Regions from separate parts of the Mus musculus genome. Here region 1 is linked to region 2. Evidence: chromatin contacts called from public HiChIP or PLAC-seq data. All regions are on one chromosome and are shown on one strand. Each heading gives the region's core, a stretch centred on a gene start, on an enhancer-like site or on the middle of the called end of the contact. The rest is flanking DNA. Distances are from core to core; before and after follow the strand shown.

Region 1 (5,324 bases), core at 1,171-3,670, 190 kb after region 2:
CCAATCTTAGGGTATCCAACACCCTCTTCTGGCTTCTGTGGGTACCAGGTATATAGTACACACGCGCACACACACACACACACACAAACCACACATGAACATAAAAACAACAAAAATGTTTTAAAAGTACATATAAACACATTTTAAATATATATTCAGCTCTTAGAGCCACACAGGGTGTGGTTGGATGTATGTGTGTGTATGTGTAACATAATCTGAAGATAGTTATGTGTGCATATGTATAAACAGCTGTAGACTTGAACAAGCTGTCATAAAGCAAGACAATGTCCCCTGATCTGAGGACATGAGCAGGACATGGATGCCATCTCTGAACTTCCATGTTAGCCTCGCTTCTGTCTACTGCAACCAAATACCCGAGGCTTCATCAGAAAAGCATGATGCGCCGGCTGCAGGGCCTCTGGGAGCTGCTATTGGGGCGACAGGAGGAACAAGCAGGAGACATAGCATAGTGAAACTAGAAGCCGGAGAGTCGGTGGTCAGGCCTGCTCTCTTCCTAAAAACCTATTCTCACAGGACTGAGTAACTCTTCAGGCCAGCATTTACCCTTGGGGACCAGCACTGCCAATGGGCACCCAGATCCCTGCCCCTCAGAACCTGCAGTACCTCTCAATCTAGCCCCCAACACAGGAACCCCAGAGGACTTTGCAAAGTCTAGAATTCCCAAATGCACACTCCACCCTCCTGCTGCTTACCTGCCTCTCTCTGATACCCCAGCCTTGTACTGAGCCTGCTAGATGGAACTCTTGACTCTCCCCGACTCCTGCTCTCCCAGCAAATAGCACCTCCCACTCAATACACTGGCATCCTCGCTTCCTCTTTTCTCTACTGTCTCCATTCTGTCATGTGCCCTGTCCTTTCTGTTCCTGGTGGCATTGTGGTAAAGAACCCTGAATCTAGACAAGACAGCGTGGTTCTGTGCCTCCGTTCCCATGCTAAATGGCCGTAGTGATCGTTCATGCCTGTCGGTTGCTGTAGTCAATGAGATCCGAGAGCTCAGGTTAGCCTGCCACAGGCTAGGGCCCCAGTGTCAGATTTGCTCTTTAGGTTGATGTTTTGCTTTAAGTAGGGAAACAATAAAGGAACTTTCAATGCCCAGCTGTGCAAATGTATGAAAACCTCTGGAGGGAGAGAGAGAAAAGGACAAAGGAAGAAGCAAGAAGTCGGGCATGGTACATGAACTCCAGAACTTGGAACACTAAGACAGACATCACAAGTTCAAGAACGGGCCGGGCGGGGTGGGAGGAAAGAGGAAGCAGGGTGGAGATGGAAGGGAAAGAAGAACCTTCCAAAGCAGTGGGAGGTTGGGTACAGCAAGGACTGGAGGCTCAGGGAACACAAGCCAGTCCAGCCACCTGCAGCTATAAAGCCAGGGTAACCTGGATGGAAGTCTGAGGTCAGGAAGAGCGTGGGTGAGATCCAGGGGAGCTAGGGATCAGAAGTCAGGCAGATCTGGGGGCCAGGGCCTTACATTTAGGGCAATGGGGTTCTGCCTGACCCGTCTGTGATCTGAGTAGGGCCTGAAGTTTGAGATACGAGATCTAGAGGAGCCGGAGTCTAGAGTCTCATGTCTGAGGTTGCAGGGGTTGGCAATGTAAGCTCCAGGTTTTGAGGTTTGGGAGTTACGGACTGTGAAGTTAGAGGTAGAGGGAATCAGGAGTGTAGGATTTTAGACCTGAGGTTGGAGGTCGGTGGATCTGGGTAATGTGCAGGATCTGAGGTTGCAGGTCAGGGGCAACTGGAGTCCAGGGCCCTTAAGGCTTAAGGGACAAGGTCTGAGGCTTGAGGTCCTGGGTGCCAATTGCCTCTTGATACCTCTCTTCTGTCCCATAGAAAGCACCTTCGCTGACACGCTGACCCCCCTGCGCCTGGGTCAGGCTCGCCTCAGCGCCTGCCCCCCTCCTGGCAGCCACGACGCTGCCAACTTCGACAACAACGAGCTGGAGAACAACCAGGTGGTGGCCAAGCTGGGTCACCTGGCTCTCGGCCGTCCCGACGCCGCGGTCCCGTGCGTGGCCCGCGAACGCCCGAGGCCCGCCTCATCGCCCGCGCTGCTGGACGCCGAGCTGCGCTTCCACGCCACGCGCGGACCCGACGTGAGCTTGTCCGCCGACCGCAGGCTAGCCTGCGCGCCCCGCCCCGACGGCGGCCGCACGCTCGTGTTCTCCGAGCGGCCGCTGCGGCCAGGGGAGAGCCTGTGCGTGGAAGTGGGGCGCCCGGGGCTGGCGGCACCCGCGGCTGTGGCCTTCGGCATCACGTCCTGCGATCCTGGCGCGCTGCGGCCATCCGAGCTGCCCGCCGATCCCGCTGCGCTGCTGGACCGCAAGGAATACTGGGTGGTGGCTCGCGCCGGGCCCGTGCCCAGCGGAGGCGACGCGCTCAGCTTCACGCTGCGACCCGGCGGCGACGTCCTGCTGGCGGTGAACGGGCGCCCGCGGGGACGCCTGCTGTGCGTGGACACCTCACAGGCGCTCTGGGCCTTCTTCGCGGTACGCGGCGGTGTGGCGGGCCAGCTGCGTCTCCTGGGTGAGTGTGCACCGGGGTCCCCAATAAGAGCTCCCTGTAGAAGACAGCTGCTGTCAGGGCTTGGCTGGAAGATGGTTTTATTTCCTTTATTATTTATTTACTTACTTATTTTTATTTCCTTTATCTCACTAGGATTTTTTTTTAAAAATACATAAAATAAATAACATTAAAAAATAACAAAATTACTGTAAAAGACGAGGGAAATTCACTGGCATATGCAAGAGAAGCATTGCTAGTGCAGAGAGTGGAAGGAAGGCTTGATCCTTTGGAGACAATTCTTGTCTTTGTTTTTGTTTTGTTTTTCTTTTTGTTTTTCTGGTTTTTTGAGACAGGGTTTCTCTGTATAGCCCCACTGGTTGTCCTGGAACTCACTTTGTAGACCAGGCTGGCCTCGAACTCAGAAATCCGCCTGCCTGTGCCTCCCAAGTGCTAGGATTAAAGGCCTGCGCCACCACCGCCCGGCTTTGTCTTTGCTCTTAGCAAACATAGACAAAGGACAGAAGCTGTGGGCCAGGCCAGCAGAGGACAGGATACCCACTTGCTTCATGTGACAAGCTGATAGGGACAGCGACACGGTGTGACATTTGCCACTACAGCAGAGGCAAGTGTGGGGGACTGAGTGCAGTGGTCAGGGAAGTCTTCCCAGAGAGCATAGCGCCATGCTCACAGTCCAGCTTATAGCAGAAAGAGTCACCATGCCACCGTGTTGGCCTTGATGCTCCTAATGGCCTGTGAATCCACATGACAACAGAAAGGCAGATTACCATCCAAGAGTCACACAGCCCTGAAGAGCTGGGCAGATCTCACTCTCCTGGGGGTCAGTGCCCTGGGTGAAAGAGAGTGAGGTTGCCATGGGATGGAATGGCTTCAACAGGTGTCTGACACAGCGTGCCGTGACACCACAGCCTGGGTGTCTGAAGGAGAAGCAGGTGTCTGTGGGGTTCGGCTAGGATATTTTGAGGTTTTTACAGTTAGTGTTGCTGTTGAACCACCTAATTTAAGATTTCGGCCTGAGACAAGTCTTCCAAGTTGCTACTATGATAGCTGTCCTTCCTTCAAACGGAGTAAAAGAAGCAGCTCTCGTCTTCCTAAGAAAGGACATATTTTCCGAGTTAGCACTGAGCTTGGGCAGGGAGAGATGCTCAGAGTCTGGAATCCTGTAGCTGTGACAAAACCCCACTCTAGTGCCCCAAGTAAAACGTGTAGAGTAGCTCAGAAATCTGGGAGTCTCTTGACGGACTCAGGAAAGTGAGGTCTGTATGATGAGTGTGCACCCTCAGGATGAGCCTCTGCTGGCTCCACACTCAGGCCTTGCCTCAGAGAGGCTTCTCCCTTGGCAGCCTACCCTCGGTGGCATGAGCCTTTCCTTATCAATAGTTCTAATGGCAGCAGCATGGTAGCTTGGGTTATATGCCCTTCCTCGAATCACAGTGGGATTAAAGAATGGAAAGCTCTTTGGGTTTGGCCCAGCATCCCAAGGCTGTTTTTGAAATAGGAGCTATAACAGCTAAAGTACGCATATATAATATAGTATATGAATCATACACAATATATTATGTTATATATTACAATAGAGCTATCGCCATACCACTGTGAAGGCACCTAAGTAGGAGGCAAAGCACAGACATCCACAGAACCCCGGACAGTCACCTCATCCATCACTAGAGCCTGTGCCTCTCTCTCACACCCTAATAGAGTCACACCTGTTTGACTCCCAGGTACCCTACAGTCCAGTTCTGAGACCATGACGCCATCAGGGTCCTTCAGTGGCTCCCAGGATGACAGCGATTCAGACATGACCTTCGGCGTCAACCAGTCGTCCTCAGCATCAGAATCGTCTCTGGGTAAGGAAACACAGAACTCGGAGGGGCAGGACTTCCTCATGACATGGGTGCTCTGGCTGTGCCCGTGGCCTTGGCCTTTGCTGGCCGAGGAGGCCAGCGGTGTTTGCCATTGCATCTGCTCCTCTCTGCTGTGCTCAGTGGGTGAATAAATACAGAGAATCAGAAGCCCAAAGGCTGCTGATGAAGGCAGTTTACCTTTGTGCTTTGTGAGACAGCACTATCAAAAACGGGTAAAATTCAAAATGTAGACAAAGATGGGACTGTGCCCATTGCCACCAAGGGAATACTACATTCAGAGTCCTTCTGAGAGCCACGCCATTAATGAAATCCTATCTCCCTTCTGGCAGTGACAGCCCCCAGCTCCCCTCTGAGTCCCCCGGTGTCCCCAGCCTTCTCCGCACCCGAGCCGACCGGCAGCAGGAATGGAGAGTGCACAGTGTGCTTCGACAGCGAGGTGGACACGGTCATCTACACGTGTGGACACATGTGCCTGTGTCATGGCTGCGGCCTGCGGCTCCGAAGGCAGGCACGGGCCTGCTGTCCCATCTGCCGGCGGCCCATCAAGGATGTTATCAAGATCTACAGGCCGTAGCTGTGCAACTGGCTCGGCCAAGGCAAGGTCACCTTTCTGAAGCCCCTGCTAGGTGGGCGACACCATGGCTATCAGGGAGCCTGGGGTCAGGAGCCATCTCTCGTCTGCCACTCCGCAGTGATGAGCAAGGCAGGACAGGTATGGAGATGAGGCCCTGGGGGCCAGAGCCCAGGCAAGCACTTGTTGCTTCTGGCTCAAACACACATCACCCCCAAAAGCCTGTCCCAGGATTCAGCTCAGGAACTGCCTGGCAGATCACCTGCCTCTTGGTGACCTTCAGCTGGGAAAGGGTACCCTCTGTCTGTGCAATGCTTCTTTGGGGTTGGGTTGAGTGTGTGTGTCTG
Region 2 (5,827 bases), core at 1,635-4,134:
AGGCAGAGGCAGGTGGATTTCTGAGTTCGAGGCCAGCCTGGTCTACAAAGTGAGTTCCAGGGCAGCCAGGGCTACACAGAGAAACCTTGTCTCAGAAGAAAACAAAACAAACAAACAAAAAAGAAATAACCACGGAAACTAAAAGGGAATTAGGAGGACAGATAGAGAAACATGCATGCACAGGAAGTGGAAGGGAGTGTGGTTTGAGAAGGAGGTGGGGGCATTGCTTCTGGGGCATTGACTGTGAGGGAAGGTCAGCTTGGTGCTTTCTCTGCCTCCATGACCTAGCAGCCTTTCACCTGGACATCAGACTCCTGAGCCTTCATTGGCAAAATCAAGCATTTGAGAGTTTAAAACAACAATCACCTCTTCCTTCTAATTTAAGATCAGACTGAGACATCCGTATTGATGGACCAGAGCACAACCAGGCCAGTGTAGAAAAAAGTGTACCGGGAGGCAAGGAGGAGAAAACAGACATCAACATCAGAACAAAGCCATGTGTGTCAGCTGGAAATAGTAAGTGGGCAGGGCCAGGAGAAATCTGTAGAAAGGGAATTGTAGATGAGAGAAATTGGCGCGTTAGAGCCTTACTGTTCTTGGTTTGGTTTGGTTTGGTTCCCAGCTCCTACATGACGGCTCCCAAACATTTCTAACTCTGGTTCAAAGGGAATTGTGATATAAAACAAATATTGTACTATTAGGTTCTGTGTGGAGTACAAACGCCAACCCCCACGGAGAGCACATAAGCATCCGAGAGAACGGAGAACGATTTAACAAACACATGGGCTAGATCATCAAAACTGTCTGTCTCAGGGTGGACATTTATACAATTTATATAGAGTAAGTAGCTTTGTCATGAAAGTCTACCATTTTAGAGTGGTCTTTTCCTCCTAGTAGCAAAAGAAATCCCTTAGCCTGAACTTTATAGATCCAACACCTACTTCCCCAGCTTCCAGACACGAATCACCCCTGCCCAGTTTTATTTTTTAAAGTTGTTTTTTTCTTTTTTTCTAAAGATTTATTTATTGTTATATGTAAGTACACTGTAGCTGTCTTCAGACACACCAGAAGAGGGCGTCAGATCTCATAACGAATGATTGTGAGCCACCATGTGGTTGCTGGAATTTGAACTCAGCAGTGCTGACCCACAGAAGAGACGTTAGTGCTCTTAACCTCTGACCCATCATTCCAGCCCCAGTTTCATATATATGTAAAAGAGTGCATATTTAATTATTTTGCTTTATAACTTACAAATGTAACATTACTCTCAATAGCAATTAGTACTTTGCAGCACTGATAAATCAACATCCAAAATATTTTTTACATCTAATTCAAAAAACAGGTCTCTTTCTTTACTTGGAATTTCATAATCTGCTCAAAGGTCCAAGTCGTGGATTTTGGTACATTCTCCTAAATTCATGTGCTGTGGGTAAAAAATTATACATTAACACCTATCCATTTTAGAAAGCACATAATTGCGCTGGTGAGATGGCTCAGCAGTTAAGAGCACTGACTGATCTTCTGGAGGTCATGAGTTTAAATCCCAGCAACCACATGGTGGCTCACAATCATCCACAATGAAAACAAATAATAAAGAACCTAGGGGCTGGAGCAAGAGGAAGAAGTCGAGCGCGGGTGGGGGGGGAGTAACAAAATAAATAAATAAATAAGCATGTAATTAATATGACTTAGCATTTCAACTTTCACTGAAATAAGCAATATAGTTTTATAGAGAGTAAATGAAGAAATGGACCAAGTGTAATGGCATGTGCTGATAATCTCAATGGTCTGGAGGCTGAGCAGCAGAGGGATAGCAAGTTCAAGTCCAACCTGGCCTCTGTGTGTGTGTGTGTATGACTCTGTCTCCAACAGAAGAAATGGAGGCAAGCACATTTGCACATTTTTGTAATTGCAGCACTTGGTAAGGAAGGGAAAGTGGGAGGGTCAGGAATGCAAGTCATCTTTGGTTTCATAATAAGTTCAAGGTCAGCATGGACAACATGAGACTATATTACACAAACAAAAAGAACTGAGATATAACCTAGAAATTCACTTATCATTAGGTTTTTTTTTTTTTAAAGATTTATTATTATATGTAAGTACCCTGTAGCTGTCTTCAGACACTCCAGAAGAGGGCATCAGATTTCGTTAATCTGGACCTTTGGAAGAGCAGTAGGCGCTCTTAACCACTGAGCCATCTCGCCAGCCCCCTTGTTTTGTTTTTTGAGACAGCTTTTCCCTGTGTAACTCTGGCAATCCTGCAGCTTGCTCTGTACCATCAGGCTAGTCTCTAACTCAGAGATGTGCCTGCCTCTGCCTTCCCCAGCGCTGGGATTAAAGGCCTTTGCCTCAAGTTTAATTTATTTGTTTGACTAAAGTCTCATTAGAGCAGAGAATTTGATGTTTCAGGAACCAGGATAAAAATTAGTGGTGGAGTTTTTAATCTAGTCTTTTTTTAAAATAAAGATCTATTTATTTTATTTATATGAGTACACTGTAGCTATCTTCAGACACAGCTGAAGTGGTTATCAGACCCCATTACAGATGGTGGTGGGAACTGAACTCAGGACCTCTGGAAGAGCAGTTTGTGCCTTTAACCGCTGAGCCGTCTCTCCAGCCCTTTTTTTTTTTTTTTTTAAAAAAAAAAAACAGGAGGTAGGATCTTAGTCTCACAAAGACCACGCTTCCACAGGGTAGCCTGACACCCAGGACGCTGGCCTTGAACTACTCAAGCCTGATCCTGGGGATTACAGGCATACCACGACCGGCCAAAATCAAGCTTAGTTGATCTAGTCTTTAGAACGATTTGCGACCGTTCCACTCAGCGACTCCTGTACACTTCCCGACAGGCCTTGCATCAACGCCAAAGAACTTCCTCCCAGCATTCCCCGCGGCCGGAAAGCGCCGTGCGGGCTTCAGGCTGATAGGAGCGTCTTTCCTCGTCGCTGTTTGCGGCTTCTCTGGTCGAGTTGTGCGGAGCTTCTCGGCCGTCCCCACTGGCCACCATGTCCGCCCAGGCGCAGATGCGGGCCCTGTTGGACCAGCTCATGGGCACGGCTCGGGACGGTGAGTCTGAGCGGTGGCCCAGGCTCTGGGCGGGGTGGGAGCAAGGCGAGGCCGCCTGGAAGCCTGAGGTGAGGGCCGTGACAGCGTGCGTCTGCGCGGGGCGCCATTTTTCTCCCCTGCTTGCTGACCCCAGGCTCGGGGCCTTTGTCTGATCTGCTTGGCCTGCGAGTCTCTCGCAGCCGCCGCGTTCTACTGGTCCGGGCTGCCTCCTTCCTGAGAGTCCGATCCGACGGTGGGGCTCTGTCCCCTTCTCGTTTTCCGTCATGCGAGTTCCTCTTGGTCGGCACGGCGGCTCGGCGCCGCCGGGCAAACTGGAGCGTCGGCGAAGGGCTGGAACCAGCGCGGGCTCCGGGGTGCTGGCTGCCGGGTGGCGGAATTTCTCTGATACTCTTCGGAGGAGAGGCGATCCCCGAAGGAGCTGGACGGGTTTCGAAAACCCGGGCGTTCTTGCTCCATACGGTTACACGGGGAGCCGCAAATGAGCATTTCTAACGTGGGTTCCCTCCGCGTACTTTTCTAGTCTTCCCTCCCTTCATTCCCCTGCCTCACAGATTAGCCTCGGTTTAGTCACCTCTCGGCATTCATTAGGTAGTTGGTTCAGTAAGGAGGCGTGCAAGATCATGGTGGTGTCTCAGGAAAAAGCAGTTGCATCCTAGCAAAGCTAGATCCCTGCTGTGGTTTGTGTTTTCATTTTTACTAAAGTAATAAAGTTGTAATTTCACACTGGCACATTTCACAGGGCTGTGCAGATTCTTTGCACCATTTCATAGGTCAATACGTGCTTTTAGCTTTCTTTGTATGTTGAGTTGCTTTTGAATTGCTTCCCATATTTTTATTTCATACAAACTGAACAATTGTGGCCCCTCTATTTTATTTATAAAGGTTCAGTGTATCTTTGCCTGCCTACATCAATCTGCAAGGGAGTTGCAGAAAAGCCTCATGTTCATCGAGCCGTGAGTCACAACCAATTTCTAAGCTGTTATAACAAAAAAGTGTTTGCTTTTTTCCCACAAGTAACTTTAAAAGTGTAGTTTAGAAAGAAAACATTTTCAGTAAAAAGACACGACATTAATCCTGGATGCTTGCCAATCCTGAAGTATATTCTCCCTGACTATTACACAGCACTGTGTCCTGTACACAGATAGCCTTAGAATTTGTCACATACCACTTTGCCTTTACTTTTATGTATCATTCCCCGACTTCCTTACTGCAGGTGTGGGCAAGAAAACTTTTCCTTTAAAACTTTTCAACAGCGGGCATAAAATTCTGCAGCTGAGTTCTTGAAGATTGCAGATGGGTACAGTATGTGTTGGAGTTCACAGTGTGTATTGACTAACCTGATTCCTTTTTGCTTTCTTTGGTATTGTCTTGTTAAAAGTGACTCCCAGGTGCCAACTTTCCTTTTTGAGGGTGGGGATGAAAGGGGAAGAAGAAGAAGAAAAGGTCTAGAGATATTTAAGTCAGTGATAGAGCTTGAAACCGTTCTTCCTCTTGTAGTTTTTTTTCATAAAATACTGCCTATTAATTTGATTCTAACAAGAAAATCAGATTATTGAATAGCTTTGGTTGGTGGAGATTGGCAGCTGTAATGATCCGCAGTGGATTCATGGCACTCATTACACCCAGTCTTGATGGGTCATTTGCCCACATGTAAATTTGGGTGGATGCCTTCTGGTGCTCACTCCTACTTCTGACTCTGTTCTGCGAATTAACGGTGGAGTTAGATGTGGTTCAGTGTGCTTCTTCATAAAAAACTTAGCTTAAAAACTATTTGTATTTTATTCCAATTGTAAATATCTTTAGCTCAGTTTCTTAGTGTATATGATGGGAAGAATACAGAAACACTAGTCTGCAAATCGTCCAGGTGTATTAATTTTGCCAGATAGCCTTGTGTAGTGAATGAGATAATACTTTATTTAAAACCACAAATGAATTTCAGGAGATGAAACCAGACAGAGGGTCAAGTTTACAGATGACCGTGTCTGCAAGAGTCACCTTCTGGACTGCTGCCCCCATGACATCCTTGCTGGGACGGTAGGTGCATTCCAGACCTTTGTGATTAGATTACTTAGAAGGAGTGCTACAGTAGATGTTTTTATATATATAATAAAATACTGCATATATGTGTATGTATGTATGTATATATATATATATGTATATGTATGTATATGTATGTGTGTGTATGTATGTATATATATATATATATATTGAACCCAAGAGAGAGATTTTGTCTTTAAAAAATTAGCAGCACTTGGGAGGCGGAGGCAGGCGGATTTCTGTGTTCGAGGCCAGCCTGGTCTACAGAGTGAGTTCCAGGTCAGCCAGGGTTACACAGAGAAACCCTGTCTCAAAACATCAAAAAAAAAAAAAAAAAAAAAAAAAAAATCCATGATGGGTGCTGGAGAGGCGGCTCAGTGGTTAGAACACTTGTTGCTCTTGCAGAGGACCCACGTGTTGGCTTACAAATATCTATAACTCCAGTTCTAGGGCATCTAATACTTTTGTATGTTCCACAACTACATTCATTCATGTGAACATACCCAGACACCGGAATATACGTAATTTAAAAATTATAAAATTAAGCCTTAAAATTAAATAATGTAATGTTTGAAAATAGAGTGTTAGGACTCACACAGCAACTCAAAACTGTCTTAACTCTACCCAGACATGTACATGGTACACAGACATACATTCAAGCAAAATATCTATATACATAAAAATGTAAAAAAAATTACAGAAGGAGCAATGCTCATCTTTTATC

Evidence for each region. HiChIP or PLAC-seq counts read pairs in DNA pulled down with a chosen protein or histone mark.
Region 1: a contact with region 2 is called in an H3K4me3 HiChIP or PLAC-seq map of bone marrow-derived macrophages, with 2.1 times the contacts expected there. The contact joins the enhancer-like site here to the promoter of Luc7l in region 2. A contact is called at or near these places in 11 of 39 promoter capture datasets (the 3T3-L1 cell line, the HPC-7 cell line, the SN4741 cell line and 7 more), 4 of 484 Hi-C or Micro-C datasets (bone marrow-derived DN2 thymocytes, cerebral cortex, conventional dendritic cells and 1 more), 17 of 115 datasets of contacts at active chromatin or transcription factors (the SCID.adh cell line, T-cell acute lymphoblastic leukemia, bone marrow-derived macrophages and 11 more) and 1 of 9 other capture datasets (liver).

The regions. Positions count from the first base shown.
Region 1 is chr17:26,436,816-26,442,139 of GRCm38.p6, forward strand. It overlaps Neurl1b (neuralized E3 ubiquitin protein ligase 1B), which reads left to right. Exons shown (of 5, transcript NM_001081656.3): 3 at 1,852-2,544; 4 at 4,263-4,388; 5 at 4,736-5,324. The coding sequence ends at 4,980. Among named protein-coding and RNA genes, the nearest start is that of Neurl1b, 25 kb to the left of the region's middle. Within about 2 kb of position 2,421, at least 35 of the 459 cell types and tissues checked have an H3K27ac peak or open chromatin away from gene starts, as enhancers often do. A contact at or near this core is called in bone marrow-derived macrophages, forebrain and ganglionic eminence, where this site is marked.
Region 2 is chr17:26,250,026-26,255,852 of GRCm38.p6, forward strand. Luc7l (Luc7-like) reads left to right here and starts at 2,885. Exons shown (of 10, transcript NM_028190.3): 1 at 2,885-3,066; 2 at 5,006-5,100. The coding sequence starts at 3,006.